3 separate regions of the Zea mays genome follow, and regions 1 and 3 are each linked to region 2. The links are chromatin contacts, called in public Hi-C maps. All regions are on one chromosome and are shown on one strand. Each heading gives the region's core, a stretch centred on a gene start, on an enhancer-like site or on the middle of the called end of the contact. The rest is flanking DNA. Distances are from core to core; before and after follow the strand shown.

What was found. A called contact is a pair of places that touch in the nucleus more often than the background predicts.
Region 1: a Hi-C map of tassel shows a contact between it and region 2, with 2.5 times the contacts expected there. The contact joins the promoter of LOC103649922 here to the promoter of LOC100272796 in region 2. A contact is called at or near these places in 2 of 25 Hi-C or Micro-C datasets (bundle sheath and tassel).
Region 3: a Hi-C map of tassel shows a contact between it and region 2, with 3 times the contacts expected there. The contact joins the promoter of LOC100278013 here to the promoter of LOC100272796 in region 2. A contact is called at or near these places in 5 of 25 Hi-C or Micro-C datasets (ear, endosperm, leaf and 2 more).

The regions. Positions count from the first base shown.
Region 1 is chr3:32,208,071-32,211,474 of Zm-B73-REFERENCE-NAM-5.0, forward strand. LOC103649922 reads right to left here and starts at 1,342. Exons shown (of 3, transcript XM_008675602.4): 1 at 813-1,342; 2 at 536-599; 3 at 1-422. The coding sequence starts at 1,000. The coding sequence ends at 144.
Region 2 is chr3:32,503,311-32,506,749 of Zm-B73-REFERENCE-NAM-5.0, forward strand. It overlaps LOC100272796, which reads left to right and starts at 2,088. Exons shown (of 4, transcript NM_001147249.2): 1 at 2,088-2,811. The coding sequence starts at 2,225.
Region 3 is chr3:32,142,176-32,145,757 of Zm-B73-REFERENCE-NAM-5.0, forward strand. LOC100278013 reads right to left here and starts at 1,698. Exons shown (of 14, transcript XM_035966174.1): 1 at 1,469-1,698; 2 at 970-1,388; 3 at 624-809; 4 at 191-298. The coding sequence starts at 1,661.

The sequences.
Region 1 (3,404 bases), core at 92-2,591, 300 kb before region 2:
CATTATCCATGCAACTCCAGCTACATTTACTAGACACACATAAATCATACTGCTCAATGCAATTGTGAAGCTTCAGATGGCAGCAGATTCAGAAGGGCAAAAAACGCGACTCTGATCAGGCTACGCCACCACGGCGATTCGATTCACACAAGGAGCGGCGTAACTGCGTAGTGGGTCTCCGAGTTGCCACAGGCAAAGCCTTCGATCCTCACTTTCGGGCTGCTGCTAACGCCGCAGGATGGCGAGCCTGCCTCAACCTTAAGCTTGACGTGGGAGCTGCTCCCTAGGGGAGACATGGATGGCAGCGCTCTTTTACCGAACTGCGGGTCATGGACGACAGGGTTGTTAGCGCGCACTGGAGGCGAGCCGCATAAAAAACCCGCCTGGCCGCTGCTCGAATCTGCTCCATCTGAGAAGTCATTCTGAAAAAAAAAACATGAAGCCGGTTATCAAGATTTAATCATCATCCATGGGAGTTTTTTTTTTTTTGCGCTGCTTGTATCCAATCAATGAGCGATCTTTTTCCGACAAATACCTTGCTGAGGATAAGATCATCGAGTATGTCGCAGGCGGAGGCTGGTCTGTACGGCGGAAGCGCACTGCAGATGCGGGGAGTAAAGAGGTTCAGCAAAGAGGGTCGTGATTAGTAGTACTACCAGACTAGTAATCTTTATCATTGAACACATCCATTCTGGACAAAATAGTTAGATGCGCATGCACCAGGGCGTTGCAGGTTGCAGCAATTATTTGCAATCTTGGCACCATCAGGATTGCCGGACAGAAAACGTGATAAAGGTAATCCAAGAACTAACCAATTCGACCTGGGGATGGCCTTGTTTACTGAAACGGCGAAGGGGATCCGGGCGGCGCGGCGAGGCTGGGGGCAGAGGACCTCCGCCCGGGGCGGCAGCGGCAGCGCGTCCATCTGCCACAACCTGGACCTCCTCTCGGGCACTGCCTCGGCCCTCGAGATCGGCTGCCTCAAATAGCAGTGCTCCATGCCTGACGCTCGGCTCGGGGCCTCCTCAAACCCAAGATCGGGAGGAACTGGTAGTCCGCTAGATCGGAATTCGGAAGGAAGTGGTTGCAATTTATTGAGCAAGCCAGGAACCAATGCGCGTACAAAACAAAACCAAACTGGTACAAGGAGTCCGCCTTTTTCTTATCAACACCGCGATGGCCCACCCCCCAAAACACAAGGATGGGAAACTTTCGTTTACGGCATTGCATTCCTCCGACTGGGAAAAGGAGGAAGGAAATGCAATGCTCAGCTGGGTGCCAAAAGAGGCGCCGCCTTTCTACACGGCAAACGGAACGCATTCTCGTGTTTCTTTCCATTCCAGCCATTTTTCTTTTCCGTGAGGGCTGAAGTTCTCCAGCTGTACACAGATAACCTAATCCACAAGCAGATCTTGAGGCAGCAGCGTGAGAGGTGGCGATAATTCACACGATCTCGACATCAAAGGTAAGTGTTCCACTGAGAAATATGGCATAGGATCTCCGGAAGAGAAAAAAAAAACCTGCATCAATCGAATAGACAGAGTTATTTGGAACCGTGATATCACCAACACCGGGCTTCTGAAAATTAGTATCCCGAACAGAGCAATTGGAATTGTAGTATTATAATCTGTTGAACTTCAGAATTGTAGTATCTGAGTCAGTTTTAGCCCAGTAATCCTTATTGTTACGGCAGTCCGTTTCTTGCAACGGATCCACGGGCGCAAAATCTCCAGAGCGCGAGAGTTTAGGTGGTCGAATATGTCTTCCACCACCTCTCTTGAAGTGCTAGTACATTTACCATCCGTGTTGCAACGCGGTGCCAGATGCTCGAGCTTGTGCATCCTCTGAAGCTGCATCTTCTCGGCATCCTTCTTAGAGATTCTGTCGACATTATCCACGCCTAGTGTTCTCATGTTCTCCAGACCCTGGAGCTCCAAGACGACTTTACTATTTTTTTCGTTGCAATATACCTTGGCAATGCTTCGATCTTAGTCAGTAATCTAAGGCCGCTGGGCATCCTCTGAAGCGATGAGCATTCGAGCACATTTAGCTCTTTCAGATTTCTCATGGTGCACATTTAGCTCTTTCAGTACCGCACGCCGCCCTGCAGGAGCTTCAGGTGGTCGAGGTCACGGAGGTAGTCGGCGACCGCGCCCACGGACTGGAGGAGGTCGGCGCGGGCATGGAGCGTCGGGATGTAGGCAGGGTCCAGAGCCAGCGAGCGGTTGCAGTCCGCGATGGCGTCGGCCGGACGGCCACCGGCCTGGAACGCGGCGGCGAACGGGTGCGGCAGCACGCCGCGCCGCGCCTCCAGGATCTTGGTGAAATGGCGCACGGCCTCGGCAGGGAGGCCGGCATCCAGCGCCGCCATGGCAGCCGCGCGGCGCCGGAGCAGGAGCTTCACGTGCGCCAGGAGCTAGGACACGGCCTCCGACTTGGATGTTTTGCCGGACGGGACGGAGGGAGCCGCGGTAGCGGTGGCGGACGACAACGAGAAGCTGTCGCTCCTGCACGGCCGCCGGCTCGGACGTCCACACGTCGAGCGCCGCCGCCGCTCCTGCACGGTCGTGGAGAATTCTCGCGCTCTGGAAATTTTGCGCCCGTGGATCCGTTGCAAGAAACGGACTGTCTTAACAATAAGGATTACTGGGCTAAAACCGACTCTGATACTACAATTCCGAAGTTCAACGGATTATAATACTACAATTCCAATTGCTCTGTTCGGGATACTAATTTTCAGAAGCCCGGTGTTGGCGATATCACGGTTCCAAATAACTCGAATAGACAGGTAGGTCTCTCGTGCCCTTCAAATCAAATATAAATTTTACCGGAGCACATCTTTCTATACTTAATCTATTAAGAACATAATATGACGCCTAACGATACCATAACTACGTCCCACGCCTCTTGACCGTACGATCGTCTCCCCCACCCTATGTCTGTACGACCATCTACCATGCCACCGCCTCCCCTTCGCGCTCGACTGCGCACGTGCCCCCACCCCCATGACCTTCGCCTCTGCGTCGTCATTCCTCCCGAGAACCCCACTTCGTGCCCCCCGGCAACCTCGTTCCCCTCCCGCGACCTCCGCCTCCGTGTCGTCTGCCCCCAACCCCACCCCCCGAGAACCCTGCTCCCCCAGGGGACCTCGCTTCCCCGCCACCATGCCGCCTAGGTCAGGTCGGATCCACATTTGGTGGCCCGTTGTCCCGGTACGCGGTAGAAGAGGTACCTGATGACCCAATAGGTGTCCCGGTAGTATACCTCTCAGAACCTGGATCCCAACACGACGACCCTGTCGGGCAATGGCAGCAGCGCGTGTCGGTCCGGCCGCGCCACGATGTCGCTATCGTGACTCGCGTGAGGCCGACCTCGGGCGGGAGACGCAGTCACGTCTCGCTCGA
Region 2 (3,439 bases), core at 838-3,337:
GTTGCGGCGTAGGCTGATGCGCTACTGCATGTAGTGGTGCTCAGGCGACATCGTCCTATCTTCTCCGCTTGTTTTCCTTTGCCTCGGTAACGCGCGAGCTACAGTGGGAGTCGTAATGATAGCAGCCCAAGCGGTACAAGGAGTCAATGGTATTGCCTCGTTAACGCATGAGTTACTGTGCGACCTATGTATTGTAGACACATCGCCTACCAATGGGGCGGGCAGGTATACGTCTCGTCCACAGTTAATGCAGAGGTGCTTTACACTTAGAGGCCGACGTCAGGCTTTCCCCGATGGCTTATGTCACATGTCGTAGAACACGTGGCAGCATCGGGCCTTGCCTTGTGTGGGGAGTAGTGACTAGGACCACCCTTTCTAGTGTCATGGGGAGGTCCTGTCTCCTCCGGTGTTGGCCAACACGTGGCAGCATCGACCCCCCTTAGGCTAGAGGTCTGAGTGGCCTGCCATGAGGGTAGGGGTTGTTCCCGAGGGTCCAGCCCTCGGGCGCAGGTGCTGAGAGCCTTGAAACAGAAATGCGCCCATGGGCCATTTCTAGTTGTTTTGGTGATCAAATGCTCAACACATTATTATGTACTAACAACTCCACATATGAGCATGAGCACATGTTTTTGTAAAGTAAATTGAGGATTACAAGAAAAAGCATCCTTTGGGCTTAGAAATGGACAGACTGAAACATCTATGGATCAAAGTGAAAAAGGTATGCTTCTAGCACTTAGTCAATTGTTTTAGGTACTAATCATGTTTGTACAAGTGCTAGGGACCATATAAAGTCGAGCCAAAAGGAGCAAAAGAAAGTTGGAACAAAAAGGAACAAGCTGGGATGGACTGGGCAGCACCGGACAGTCTGGTGCCACCCACCTGACTGTCCGGTGACCATCCTGCCGTACTGGCCACTCTCGAGCTCGGTCAGGCTTCATCGGCTAAAAATCACCGGATAGTCCACGCGGAGCGCTAGACAGTCCGGTGTGAAGACAGCCAACGACTATCTGCCACGTAGAGGATTCCCAGTACGAATACACTATACAAGACCAAGATCATGACACACCTAAGGAGCGTAGGACCATGTTCACGGGGATGGGACACCAGGGCCTACAACAAGCGTATTGGACCTCAATTCTGGCAGTGAAAGACAAGGTTCGTCTTCACCCCTTCTCCCCTATATGAATTATCCGATCGATGAAGTGATTCAGCAACCCATGAGGTGGGTGTATCAATGGGAGGAGTCTGAGTACTACCAAATGTTATTGGACTCGTGTAGTACGACTTCTGCATGGACTGGACATACTTGTGTGGAGTATAAAAACAATGGATGCGTGAGCAAGATATTATGTTTCTCTCGTTGGAGGGGTATAATACGCCACACAATCAGTAGAATGCACACCCGTGGGAATGATCTTCACCAGAGGGTGCATTGTATCTTCGATGTTATTTGTGAACTATAAAATTGTGACATATAATGTATTTGAACTACTAAATATTGTTATTGGACTTATGATAACATTTGGACCATTTTTTATTCAATTAATGTGACCTAAACATGCTTTTATTTGCCAAAAAACAAGAGGTTCGGTTTCGCCTGATCTGTTGTTGGTTTATCGGTTTTGGAACCGATTAATCGTCATATCGACCAATAAACCGATGATGAGACGTTTCAATTCAAAAATTGGTTTGGATTTGAATATATCAATTTCTACTGCTTTACACCAATCTATCGTGATTAATCAAATATTGGTTCCAGCCGGTTTTTAGGTAGCAACCCGATTTGGTGAACTTTGCCCTTACCTGTTACCCTAGAACTAGAAAGATCATAGAAAGATGAAAGAGTTGGGTTGGTACCATCAATGAAGATTGTACAAAATCAAGGGTCCAAATGGGTACAGTAGATAATAATTGTGGTCCAGCTGGCTCCCACGTCATGAGACCAGCCAGATCAGCCAGCAACGGTCACTTCTACGGTGCGCCGGCGGCACAATCACGACAACCACTCACTCCTCTCCACGTGGCCACCTGCCTCTTACCCAACGGCTATTTCACCATGTCCCCATCCCCAGCCGCAGCCGGCCTCCCGCGTCCCCGCCTGTCGCTAGTTCTCTCGCCTTGACCGCAGAAATAAAACGAAAAAAAAACAGCGCGCCACCGCCACCAACCAAACAGAGGAAAAGGAGGGGAGGAAGAAGCGGAGGAGAGAGAAACCCTAATCGAGATGGGCAAGCTTCTCTGCGACCCCTCCGCCGCCGCCGTCGCCGAGGCCCTGCCGCCGTCCCCAGCCCCCGCTCCGCCTCCGCCGCTCCTCGCTTGGTCCTCCCCGGCCCCGGCCTCCTCCCCCGAGGCCTCCATCTCGCCCACAGGCTGGGACGCGGTCTGGGCGCTCGAGGACCAGCAGCGCCGCCGCCTCCACCGGATCTGGGAGCGGGGCGTCGCGTGGAAACCCTCCTCGCCGGGCGCCGGCGAGGCCGCGCTGCCTCCCGTGGTCTTCCGCCTCGACCACGGCGGGGAGGTCGACGCCGATGGCAACTGCCTCTTCACCGCCGCGCGGACGGCAGCCGCTGCCAAGGCCGACGCGCGCGAGCTGAGGCACCGCGCAGTGCGCCGATTCGCCGAGGTCTACGCCGCCGCTGGGGAGGACGACAAGAACGCCGTCGACGCCGCCGTGAGGCACCTCTACGCGCCGGATCTCAAGGCCGGGTGGGGTGTCCATGTCGTGCAGGAGATCAAGGTGCTCGTGCCCAAGGCCCAGCGCCACGCGCTCGACTCCGCCATCCAGGAGCTCGTCGATCTCGGTATCCAAAGGTACCGTGCTCGCGGATCTGCCCTTGCTCGCTGCTCTAGCTCAAATCTTTTGATTTTCTCGCCACTTCAAGATCTAAAAGCCTTGTCATTTTTTTCCCGTATGCCTTTTTGATGATTTCGCCATTCTTGCTCTTGGTCTAATCAGACGCTCGTGCAATGTCGTTTTCTCGCCACCTTCGCAATAAAATATTCTCCGTTTCCCAGCCCAAAATATATTTGTTCTTGACTTCTTGAGATTATCAAAGATTATTTGGTTCAGCTAATTTACATATAGCAGTTCGTGTCTCTTTAGCCCTTCCTGAATTTCATAACACATCCACAAACACGGATTGACGAAATCTTGTGGGCTTTGGCATCGTGGAGATGCAGGACACATCGCTTCACAAGGTGTCTGCGTTGTATCCTTGAAATTAAAAGGTCAATGAAATGAAGGATGGAATCGTCCTTTTAAGTATTGCGACGCAAGTGTTGATGTAATGGGAGCCCACGCTTGTCCACCCTGTTATTTCCAATACATCACTTAATACTCCCATGTTGACCCTGGTACAGCTGTATTCCTACATCTTGATTAATCAAAGAATCTGAAGTTGTTCAGTATACTAATCAGCTTAGGTTTCCTGTACCTGCT
Region 3 (3,582 bases), core at 448-2,947, 360 kb before region 2:
TGAGCCACTCAGACTCACCAGCCCTACATATAGGAAAATTAATATTGTTTGAAAAAGGAAACACGCAATTGCCCGATGGAAATTTGGAACCATATGTCACTTAAATTGAATCTTTTCAATAAATAAAACTATATGCTTAACATGACAATAATAGCAAAATACAATTGAAGGGATGATAGCATTGTGCTACCTGGTCAGAAAACAAAATGATCGACTTGGATGACAGTCTTGAGAGTGAAAAGAGCATTTCAGATTTGAAGACGTCTTCCAGTGTGCCTAGAACCATCTGTTTTCCAACCTGGAGGTAGACAATAAAAAACTCTTCTTAAAGTTCAGTGAAAACAACAGCATACACAAATATGAAGAAATACTCCTTGATAGGAATGTGAAAGCAGAATGTAACACTATCCTGGTCTCTCCAATTCAAAAATCCCCAGTATCAATTATTGGTATTTTTTTATCAATGACATGTATGTTAGCTTGGTCATGGGTGTAACAATAGTTCAATATGTGTGGGCGAACAATCATGTATATGTAAAGTTTGCAGGTAGCACACACGTTGACAAACTTGAGGTAAATGCATAAATTTTGTGTTTAAGCGACAAATGTATATCCATAAACACCTCATGAACTTTATGGATAACAGCCAACGTAGAACCAAGCTTCCAGAAAGCCTTAGCTGCTGACATGATGACTTGTGGCTCTGATGTCTGAGAACATATCAATCTTCTGAACACTTCAAGAATTATCCTTGAGAAGTCATCTGACAGATGACAAATGCAACTAGCCGCAAAAATTGCAGCCTTGACCTGCCATTCGACAAGAATGTTTGTTAATCTTCAAAAGTGGACAACTCCCAGCTTGCAAACACTAAATGGCAATTACATTTTATCCAATCAGGTAGGACGTGCGTTTGGGACATATCATTCGTTGCGCTACTGAGTGTGAGAGGTGAAGGAAGGTAGTGACCTCCAAAGCACTGGAGGCACTCAAACTGGAAAGTATGAGAGAGCGGACGTGCACGCTGTCCTTGGCGATGTCGGCGAAGCACCCGAACATGCGCAGTGCAAGCGCCCTGTCCCGCTTGTTCCCAGTGTCGTAGACCACCTTGACCCTCCTGAGCAGCTGGTCAGGCTCCGTGATGCGCGCCCCGGCTAGCGCCCCTGGACCCGTGGCAGAATTGAGGAGGGTCTTGATGATGCGGACCCGCATGGCGACGTCGGCGCTCCTGAATTCGGTGGCGAGGCGGAGGAGCATGGTCTCCGCGAAGACGCGCGCCTCCCCGGGCAAGACGCCGTACGCGGAGGCGACGGGCGCGGGGGCGGTGGCGCAAGTGCAGAGCTGGCGGAGGCGTGGGCCGGCGGCGTCGACGGCGCGGACGCGCGTTGCTGCGGCCGGACGAGAGCGGAGGTGAGTGAGGGGATATAGAAAAGAGATGAAGAAGGGGGGTTGGGGCGGTCGACTCTACCTGGTTGGCGGGAGCGGAGACCCCTGTCGAGGTCGATGCTCCAGTCCATGGCGGATGCCGCTGGAATCCGCTCCAACTCCATCGACGACGACCGCGGCGGCGCTGGCGGACGGTGGTGGTTTTTGTTTGGCGGGCCGCCGCACGGAGAGTCCGAACGACGTTCGATCTTGATCCTACGGTTTTCTATCTCCATAGATCAACATATTGACCATAGCCATTTTTTCGTCCGCAATCCCACGACCATGGGTTTTAGGCGTATATATAATTTGAACCAATGGTTTTAAGTCGCTCGACTAGCTATTCGAGACACCACCAGGTAACTAATCGTGAGGTCGACTAAGGGCTTATTCGGTTCTACCCTAATCCATATGGATTGGGGGAATTGAGAAGGTTTCAATCCCTAGTAAGTCAAAATCCCCTCCAATCCGTATCAATCCCCTCCAATCCGTATGGATTGAAAATAACCGAACAAACCCTAATTAGATCTTAGTCGATCTGATTGTTTTTACCGATCCTCTTGCATATTTACATGTACAGAGTCAGGACCTATATATATAATTATATATATGTGTAATAATGTAATATTGATATATGTGTAGCATATAGCATATAGGAGACAATATCAAAGTAACCAAATTACCAAACAAAATAAATATAAATACTAGAACTGGATAGTGGAGAGTGGACAATTTAGATTTCAGAACACCATTGAACATTTAGATTTCAGAACATCATAGAAATTATGAATACTAGAATTGTTAGGCACTCAGATCATATTTCAGAATTAAGAATTCAGATTTCAGAAGAATATCACTCACTACATAACATATTATAACATATGATGTAGAGTTGCAGACTTACTAGACGTCCAGCCCAAAGCAAAACAGGCCAGCCATCAGCCAACCAAACCTAACTAATCGTCCACACATTAACTGGACAACTAATCGCACTTGGTCGACGACTAATCGGACGACTGGACGATTAGTCGACCTAATCGGGTCGGATACTCTCGTCGCTCTACTAAAACCGACTAGTCCGATTAATCGCGATTAGTCGGATGACTTGAAATCATTGGTTTGAACTAATGCAGATTTGATCAAATTTATATAAAACACAATGACATCTACAGTATTAAATTAGTTTTTATTAAATCCACAATTTAGTATATCTTGGCAATCTATTTTTTGGTGTAGTAGGTTCTAGGTCTCGTCTCTCGTTTCTCAGTTAATAAATTGTTATTCTGGCTCGAGCTAGCTAATGTTGTGAGTTGGTTAACAATTAACTAAGTATAGTTATGAGTACCAATTTTTTGATTAATTTGATTATTTGATGCACTGATTTTTTAGATCTACAACTTATATTTTGATAGTTTCTACATCTGAGAGTGCTTACAAAATTTGAATTTCAAATTTAAAAACTTCACACGAATTTTGATATGGTAAGATGATATCAAATCAAAATATTATCAATTATAAAGTTTCATTACATTTCAAGACCTACAACTTTTATCTTGGTGGTTTTTCCATTCGAGATAGTTTGAAAAATTCAAATTTTAAAATTTAAACATAGTTTTGCATCACAAGATGATTTCAAACCAAAACATTGTCAACTACAAAGTTTCATAACTCTTCAACACCTACAACTTTCATGTTGATGGTTTTTTCTTTCGAGGTCGTTTTCAAATTTTAAATTTTAATTTTTTTAAATTCATACGTAGTTTTCGTTTATAAGATGACTTCAAATGAAAAAGTTTCCAACTACAAACTTAAGATCTACAAAGTTTATTTTGGTTGTTTGGTCATTTATTCATCTCACATGATGGTTCTAACATTATTCACAAATCTTATACTTCTCTCTTGTAGTTTCATAAACTATGAGAGATATATAGGTTTTATGAACAAATTTACTTTTATTTTGTCATATGAAGAAATGATGAAAATATAAATTATACATCTTGATGAGTTATACAAATTTGTTGTTGAAAACTTTTTTATTTAAATTAATTTACTGCTTTAAAATATGATTTTTAAATTGTCTTTGTCTAGTGTTGAAAAAGACTCGACAAAGAAACTCTTTGCCGAGTGTCGAAAACAAAAACACTCGGCAAAGAGCTT